Linked DNA regions of Arachis hypogaea: region 2 is linked to region 1. A link is a contact called in public Hi-C data. All regions are on one chromosome and are shown on one strand. The core of a region is the stretch at or near the end of the contact, and the rest is flanking DNA. Distances in the headings are between cores, read along the strand shown.

Region 1 (4,742 bases), core at 937-3,436:
TTTTTTCTGATATAATAATATATAATTAAATACATTATGTATTAATCTTTTACAGTTAGTATATTAAAATTAAATTTATATTTAAATTGTTTGAAAATATTATGGTTGGCCAGAGAGAAGAAAAAAGAACGACAATTAATCATAATAGTATTTGAGGTACTAATCTATGGATCACATCAAACATGGCACCACACTGATTATATATACATAGAAATGCATATTGCTTGCCTTCTAGAAAGTTTGATAATTTGATTAATAGAAACAAAACACCACAAAGCATATTAAAACCCTTGAGAGAAAAGAAATTGTTAACTTAAAAAATAAATAAAATATAAAAATAATATTCTTATTTCATGCTTGTGGTATGTCTGAATATTCTATCAACAAATTTAAACAACAACAGCAAATGGTGATTTGGGTCAAACTAATCATATAAAACTAATTCTAAAATATTAAAAAAATTAAGTGCATGTCCACATGATCACTAAATTAATGCATGGATAATTTATTTAGGGGACACATATTGTTTCATACGTTGAATTAATTAATCTCCTCAGTTTTCACATATAGGGTTGGTTCAGGATTTAGGGTAGCCCTCTTTGCACAAACATTAATAATGTCATTAAACTAACTATTTTTTCCTTAAAAAATTAAATTAATAAAAAAAATTATATAAATAATTATACTTTTAATACATTTTTTTTTGTTTTATACTATTTTTTTTGGAAAAGTACTAACTAACAAGAATCAAATTTTAACTTTTTAATTATAAAAGTTATAATACTATATCATAAAATAATTTAACTCAAAAATTAAAATTGAAAAATAAAAAATACGTAATAATTATATTTTTAACAAATAAAAAAACCCTTCTTTTCTCCAATAATTACTTCATGTCAGAAAAGCCTTATTATCATTGGATGAGAAAAAAAAAATTAGTGTCTAACACAAAACTAAATAGAGTCAGAAATAATAAGACATAAAACATCAACCGAAAAAGAAAAGGATAAAACATGAGGTGTTACCTGTCTTTAAAATGCAAATTTATTCTGTTTTATGATAGATTGGCAGGCGGCAAGCTAATCTGTTTAATATATTAAAAAATAGTAAAATTAATTAAAATTGATCTAATAAAAAATAAAAGTAAAGATTTGATCATAATTTAATATAAATAAAAAATAATTAAATTATTATATAATTTTTTTCACTTTTTTTAAAATTTTTAACGTTAATAGAATTATTCATCATAATATCTATTCTCAAATTACTGCAAATATTATTAAAAGAATAACAGTTTTAACTTAATTTTTAAATAAAAAGTAATTTTGAACGAACAACAATATTTACAACATAAAATAAAAATAAAAACATAGTTTTGTGATAGAAACAAAAACTAATCGATATATATATATATATATATATATATATATATATATATATATATATATATATATATATATATATATATATATGGGTTGCAAAAATAAAATAAATAAAGAAATAATAAAAAATAACAAAAAAATTGAAAGAAGTGTAAAAAGTGTGTTTGAAAATAGTAATTTTTAATTTTCGTATATATATATATATATATATATATATATATATATATATATATATATATATATATATATATATATATTACTCACTAATTGTAATACTCGCTACTCTTTAGTTTGGCAAGTCAGTTTGGTAGACTTGTCCCAGCTTAGCACACTTAATTTTTTTCCCTTTTATCTTTATTCTGTAATTTTCTCTTGTTTCACAAATGGATTTTTCGAAGTCCATATAAACAAAGTGGTTTAAAGTTAAAAGTTAGTTTAAAAAAAAAATCAAAAGAGTTGATAAAACCTAGTAAATAATAATTACAAAAATAATTATCAAACTTGATATTTTTTTCTTTATGAGCTAGTAAACTATTTTGTGAATGGAAAAACTGGTAAAACTATTCAACCACAATTTAAATATTTGTTTCTTAAACAAAATTATCTCTTAAAAAGGATTTATTTAAAATTTGAGTAAATAAATAAATAAATTCGTGAATTGGAATGCATAGGATAGAAATTAATTGGAACAATAATAGGAAACAAAGCAGCAGTTGGAAGTGCACTTGATGAGTTGAAAGGGCTTTGCGTGGGCCAGAGAGGCCCTGTTTATAGAGGGCCCCACAAAGGAAACCAAGCAAAGATGCTCACGTGCGTCCGTGGCCCCTTCTCTTCAGATTCAACCAACTCATGACACGTACTCTTTCTCTTTACCAATAATCTTGTCTACTTTTGTGTATGAAATATACTTAACACAAATTCTATTTTGCTTTCCTGAAATTTAAAACTGTTATTCCACGTTATTATTTGATAATTTTTTATTATATGAAAAAAAGTAGCAAATAAGAGTAATAATGTTACTTTAAGATGTTCAGTATTTAGACATAATAGCTTGTAATAAAAGAATACTGTATTATTTGTAGAAAAAAGTAAGGTAATGGATGAAAAGGATATTGCAAATATCAAAATATATAATGGTGAAAGGTGAATGGATGGCGCACGTGCGTGTGTCTCGAGAGTGTGGGTGGTGTGGTGTGGTGTCACGTGCGGGTGAGGGTGAGGGTGACAGCCCCATTGTGTGGCTCCGCAACCACCCTACCACCGTCGCCTTCGCTTCATCCTTTGTGAGCATTTCCACGTGAATTATTTCCTGTTTGCCACTCTTTGCATACTGTTTAATTGGAGAAACAGAGAAACACACACACTACTCTATGCACATATATAGCTACCTACTTTCTTCACTTATTATTATTATTATTATTATTATTATTATTATTATTATTATTATTATTATTATTATTATTATTATGATATGTAATAATATAATAGAAGAACAATGTATATCTTAAGTTGTTCTATATATTTAGGTTTTCTTTAAGTTGCTTTATTGAAAATGTTTTATGTTGTCCCCAATAAGCGCATCTTAGTTGGTTCTCATTTTATAGAAGTAGTATAAAATTGCTCTTTTCATCCTTGCGATTTTTTTTTCTTGTTTTTTTGCTTAATGTTGCAAGTTGAATATGTTCATTGTTTCTATAGATATATAAAAATCATAAGTAAATATCCAAATTTTTTTAAACATTTTTTAGATTTATCATTTGCTTAAATTGAATCATCATTCTTATAAAAGGTTTTAGTGTAAATAATGATAAAGCTAACGATAGTTAAAGTTGGTTACAGTGTGTATTATAGTTTGTTAGTGTGCTGTTGTGTTCTCTCTGGTATATATATATATATATATATGAAGCAATGCAGTAGAATTGTAAGTGCATTAAGTACACATACTCATTTCTTCAAATGCAAATAACTTAGTTTTTCATCTATGCCCTATGTTCTACTCTTGCTTATAACATGATATCAAGAACCTCAAGTTCTTGAAATTTTTTTTTTCGATCTCTTACTTCAAAATCTTCAACCATTGCATTCATCACGGCTAGATCTTCATCAACTAATAAGCGACCACTTGTTCCAATATCCAAAAAGCTTGATGAAAATAACTTCAATATGTAGAGATACCATGCATGGCTCATGATTCAAACTATTAGTTTGGAATGATGATTCCAAAATTCCACCTGGTTTTAATTTCTTCAAACTCTGCGATCCAAATCTGTTGCAATCTCCCATACAAAAAGTTGTTGGATACCATCGAATTAATAGCCGAATAAATCTGATAGTATAAATTTTATCGGTAACTATTTATTGGTAGATTTTTTCGTTCGCCGTTAATTATCGGCAGATATAAACTTTTAATTAGAGAAATTCTAAAACTTATTACCATCGAATTTTTCTTCTAATAAATTTAACAGTAATATATTATTTATTATTGATAATTAAATTGATAGTATTAAAATATATTTATCATAAATCTAATCATAAATCCAATCCCATCTCAATCTACTTTTGTTACTTTAGCATCATCTCTTTATCATGACCGTTTGAATCACCCGAAAACATCTGTTTTAAACTCTCTTAGAAAGAATAAATTTATTGAATGTTATCCAATTAAAAACACTCGTATTTGTCATTTTTGTTCTCTTAAAAAATATATTAAGTTGCCATTTTATATTTCAAGTTCTAACATTATTATGCCATTTGATATTATACATAGTGACCTTTAGACGTCACCTATTTTAAATTCATCGGGTCATAGATATTATCTCCTGTTTGTGGATGAGTATTCAAAACTTTTGTGGACATTTTCTTTATTGAAAAAATCACAAATTTTTTTCACATTTTTTAATTTCAAGACTTTTATTCGAACCCAATTTGAGTGGGACATAAAGAATATACAATGTGATAATGGCACAGAATTTGATAATGGTTCCTTTTTGAGACTTTTGTGAAGCAACTGGAATTTCATTTCGTCTTTCATGTCTTCGTACATTCCCTCAAAATGGAAAAATCGAAAGACAAATCCGTACGATTAACAATATTGTTCGTACCTTATTGGCCCATGCTTCCGTTCCTCCTTCCTTTTGGCATCATGTTTTGCAAATGATAACTTACCTTCTCAATATTCTTCCTCATAAACTATTTCACTATTAATCTCCTCTTCGCATTCTTTATCAAAAGGATCCGTCTTATTCTCATTTTTGGGTGTTTGGGTGTTTATGTTATCCTCTTATTCTTTCTACAATCATAAATAAACTTCAACCCCAGTCAACTCCTTGTATTTTTTGGGGTTTCTTTCACATCATCGTG
Region 2 (4,742 bases), core at 962-3,461, 150 kb after region 1:
CTAAGTATTAATTATTGGCATACATTATAAGATCTAGACAAACTACAAAAAAAAATTTGAGATCGTTTCGTGAGTTACCTTAAGTTAACACGCACTTTCAAACGCAATATAAATGATAAGCTTCAAAAGAAAAGAGATAATTATTCAGAATATATATGCAGACGATGTATATTGGTTTAATCTAAAATATTTACATTGAGTCTTCAATACTATTTTAATAGTGAAATTCTCAAATTACTTGAAAGTTAGACATAGGTATTTTAAATCGAAACGGTAAATATCGCTTGTGTACTTCTGAATCTTATCTCTTACATTTATTGTTCTTTTAATTTTTTTTTAATTCAAAATTAATTTGAGTTACACCTAAGATACTTGAAAAATTATTTTATAAATATATCTGAAGTTTCTGGAAACCTCAAAAGGTACTTTTCAAAAGTTTAATATCTCAGTATTAATTAAAAGAGCTTAGCTAGTTATTTGAACATGCTAACATAAATTTACTGTATATAAGTGTAAAGATTTTAGATTATATTTGGTTGGAAGAAAAAAAATAGAAAAAAAAAGAAATTGAATAAATTTTATTTTTTTAAAATATATTTGAATAAAAAAATGTTATAAAAAATAACTTTATTTTTATATTATAAAATATATTAAAAAATAAAGAGATAATATTAAAAGTAAAAATAAAGAATTAATTTTTTTATTTTTTTTATTATTGGAAGAAAAAAAATTAATAGATCCTACCAATAAATTTTTATATATCCATTTTCTTTCTTTTTTCATTTCTCTCATCAATCAAATAAAAAAAAATAACTAATTTTCTTTCAATTTCTTTTTCTTTCTTTTCTTTCCTCCCACTTTTACCTTAAACAAACACACCTTTAGTTCCATTGAAAATCTACTTTTATATTGGTCTCATTGTTCTTTAAAATGTGCATAAAAAAATATATTTTTTACTTGTATTTGTGTCATTGTATTTTAAGATGACTTTGTATTGTACTTTACATATGGTGACAAAAACTGTACTTTTTGAAAAATGTTTAACTTATTGAATACACTCATTTTGAACAATTAATCAAACTGCAACTTTCACTTAACATATATATATATATTAAGTATTTATTTGGGTGCTATTATTTTAATAAAAAAAGATTTTTTTAATAATTTTTTTTATTTTTTAATATGTTTGTCAAATTTCTAATAGTAAAAATAAAAGCACTAAAAAAATTAAAATTTTTTTTTTAAGAAACTATAATTTACATCTTTTTTTATAAGATCTTTTTTAAAAAAAAATATTTTTCATATAATAATAAATAAATAAATAAATATTTTTATATCGTTATACTCAAATATAATTGATATATAAAACCTTTTTTTGTACGAGATATCCAAATATAAAATTACTTTTACTTTTTCATAAGATCTTTTAAAAAAAGATAACTAAAAAAAAATCTTTTTTTAAAAACTCATCCAAATATGCCCTAACTTTTTTTCACTTATGGAACATGGACGAAATTTTTTGAGGTAAGCTATCTCTTGAAGTTGTGCTTCTAATAATGTAAACATATTACTTAGATTTAAATTCGAAAATTGTTTTGACGCTTTCTCAAATTCAAAATTCATTTAGATTGTTTATATTATTTAAAAAAATTCCTTAACATATTAAAGTACACTTGAGCAAATGTTAGAAAAAAAGCTTAATAAAATCATTAAATTATATTTAGATTTGTTAATTGTAAAAACAAAATCTAAGATATTGTGTAGCTAAAATCTTTATATTACTTTGCTACGTTGCGACTATTTGTTACTTCTAATCTTTAAAAAAAAAATAATGTTTTTATCTCCTATATAGCACTTAAGTTTGGAGTATATTTTATATTAATTTTTCAATATTAAAAATCGCAATAATAGTTCTTATTTGTTAATAAATCAAATGATGATTTTTAATAAATTTTAAAAATTTATTAATTTTTTGTTTTAAATTTATTTTAGTTTTAAATATATTTTTATCTTATAAAAAAAGAACTTTTTTAGAAGATGAAATTACATTCTTTTTAAGAAATGTATTTTTACTGATTCTAATTTTTACTACAAATACTTTTCCAAACATATAAAAAAAATCAGAAGAGATATTTAAAACATACACTCATCAACCAAACTAAGATTTTTAAAAATTAAAAAAAAATCATCAAATGAAATATATCCTAAAGAGTAAAGAGGCTAAACTTTATTGTTATCTTCACGATGGGCTGAAAAAGCAGCCATCACGTGTTTGTCACCCTATGGCTTCAAAAGTCAACGGTCAACTGCCGACCGGTAATATGATCGGATGGCTCCGATCCCAGCAAAATAAATAGAAAGAGAAAAAAGAAAGTGAGGTAATAAAGAGACCCACCTTGGTTGGTGGGGAGGAGGGATTGCGGGAAGGCGGGTGCACCGAGGCAGCACGTAGGCCCGCACCCAAGTGGGAGAGGGTTTTTGGGAATGTCATTTCTTATGTGTGGGAGACATACATAGTAATGCAAATCTTTGACCGTTGACTTTTCTCAACTTCTCATTTTTATATACACATACTTCCTTTCTTTTTCAGTGTGGGTTATTCCTTTTGTCTATCAATAATTTTCTTTTCAAAATTTGTTTAATTATTAGAATTCATCAGATTAAGCAGGCATAATTCAATCTCAAAAATTAACTTATATTAAGAGACATATCGCACCTTTATAAATATTATAGTACACCTTTTTTCATACTAAAAAAATAATAACGGTCTAAAGTGTAAATATTTATAAGTAGGTGACTAAGAACATTGAATTAGATAGACTTTATATTAGTTCTATTAGAATTGAAATCGAGTGAGCCTAATTAACCCTAAAAATTAACTTCTGAGATAAAAAATATCGAACACTTATAAATTTTTTAGAACCTTATCATTAAAAGAGGTGAGATTCGTAATATTTATGATATCATTTTATAGCTAGATAATGAATCCCAAACTTAATTTAAAAACTTTTTTTAATGGTGTAATTTTAATGCTTTTTAAGTATGTACACTAAGTTTAATACTTTATAATTTGTGGACAAATTAAAGTGAGGCTGTGATCCATTTAGCATCTGGAGTAAAATGCTGGGATCTAACATGTAGAATAATTGGAATTAGTTAAGCTAATTAATAATATGAATGGAAAAATTGAATAAGATGATAATGAGCATAAACATAGTGTGTGATGTTTTTATTCTAATGCCACAAAATGTGCCCAGTTTGTGTTTCCCATTACCTCAATTTGCCACTATTACGTAGCTTGTTTTCTATGTTGCATACACAGCCATTTCATAATTGGATGGTTCAACTGCGAAAGTGGGAGAACACCATTAATTTATTCCCTCTTTTTTGGGTCAAATTATGGGTTTTATTTTTATATATAGTCAAATCTTTGGACTCATATACCCTTGTTTGACTCCCTTATAGTAGGCATAATGCACTATATAGCTATAAGAGAGGTAGTGGTTACTATCTAGCTAGGGCTTCTTGAAGTCTTAAAAATACATATGAGATTGAGTGAGGGGAAAGCATTGTGTGAGAAAAAGGGACTTGTGCATTAGAGAGATGTCTTAATCTATCCAATTAATTAAAATATACTTAAATATATTATTTATTAGCGGGTAAGTAGATATACAACATTTTCAGATAGGATCCTGAAACTAGGAAATCAGTCTGTATCTTCATTAATTTCAATTTGGGTTCGTCTATCTTTTTCTATAGTCAAGGTGCCGTTGTTGGTGCTCTAATTGGACCACAAAAGAAAAAGATAATATGGTAATTAATTAGTGGTATAAATGTCCAATGAGATGCATGAGAAAATTTTGTGTGTTTCATCATTGAAATATTATATAAAGACACAATTGTAGAATTTGCTTCTCTATTTTTACTTTTACATTTTAGAAAGATATAAATACAAAATAATTGTGGTTTAGAACAAGCTCTTTTATATTTCTATCCTAAGTTTAAACATATACTTTTATACGATAAATAATAGACCAAAATACATATAAAAAAATTAGGATAAAAAATACTAAAATGTAAAAATATCAAAATATACTGGAGAGATTATTTTTTATGATGAATAAAAATATATACTAAAGATTCGTAAATATAAATTCAATGGCATGGTACTTTTGTCCATAAAAAATAATCTCTGAAGTATATTTTATTATTTAGGTATAAGTGATGTGTATTTTTGTCACCTCAAATTTTTTATATGTATATATTTTTTCGTCCATTTATTTTATTTGTAGGCATCTTTATCTTTAAAACAAAGAGTTCAGTTAATAGGAAATTTTTTTGGAATAAAATAAAAAAATTATTTTTACAAAAAAATTATTCTGGGATTATATACCAAAATCAAAAATTTTTTGGGTGGAAAAATTCGCCATATGTCACGGCAAATTTTATAAAATTCATAAAGTTCGTCATTTCCGTCAAACTTCAAACTCCTAAACTTCACAACGTTTTTAGTTTGGAAAAAATATATATTATGATCAAAATTTTTAATTTTAAAAAAAATCTAATTTGTTTTAATTTGGGTGAAAAGAAAAATTAAAAATTTGAATATTGAACAAACAATAAGTATGACTTCTTTAACATCGTCGACAGCCAATTTAATGACAGATTTAACGACCAACCCTTTTTTGATATAAAAACATCAATTGATTGTTAAATCGGTCGCTATTAACAACTAATTTTAT

The links. Hi-C and Micro-C count contacts between places; a contact is called where the count stands out from the background.
Region 2: a Hi-C map of leaf shows a contact between it and region 1, with 1.9 times the contacts expected there. The contact joins two enhancer-like sites. A contact is called at or near these places in 3 of 8 Hi-C or Micro-C datasets (leaf and an unstated tissue).

Annotation. Positions count from the first base shown.
Region 1 is chr3:26,339,710-26,344,451 of arahy.Tifrunner.gnm2.J5K5, forward strand. No RefSeq gene overlaps it. Among protein-coding and RNA genes, the nearest start is that of LOC112775241, 23 kb to the left of the region's middle. Within about 2 kb of position 2,187, at least 3 of the 3 cell types and tissues checked have open chromatin away from gene starts, as enhancers often do.
Region 2 is chr3:26,491,215-26,495,956 of arahy.Tifrunner.gnm2.J5K5, forward strand. No RefSeq gene overlaps it. Among protein-coding and RNA genes, the nearest start is that of LOC140183347, 41 kb to the left of the region's middle. Within about 2 kb of position 2,212, at least 1 of the 3 cell types and tissues checked has open chromatin away from gene starts, as enhancers often do.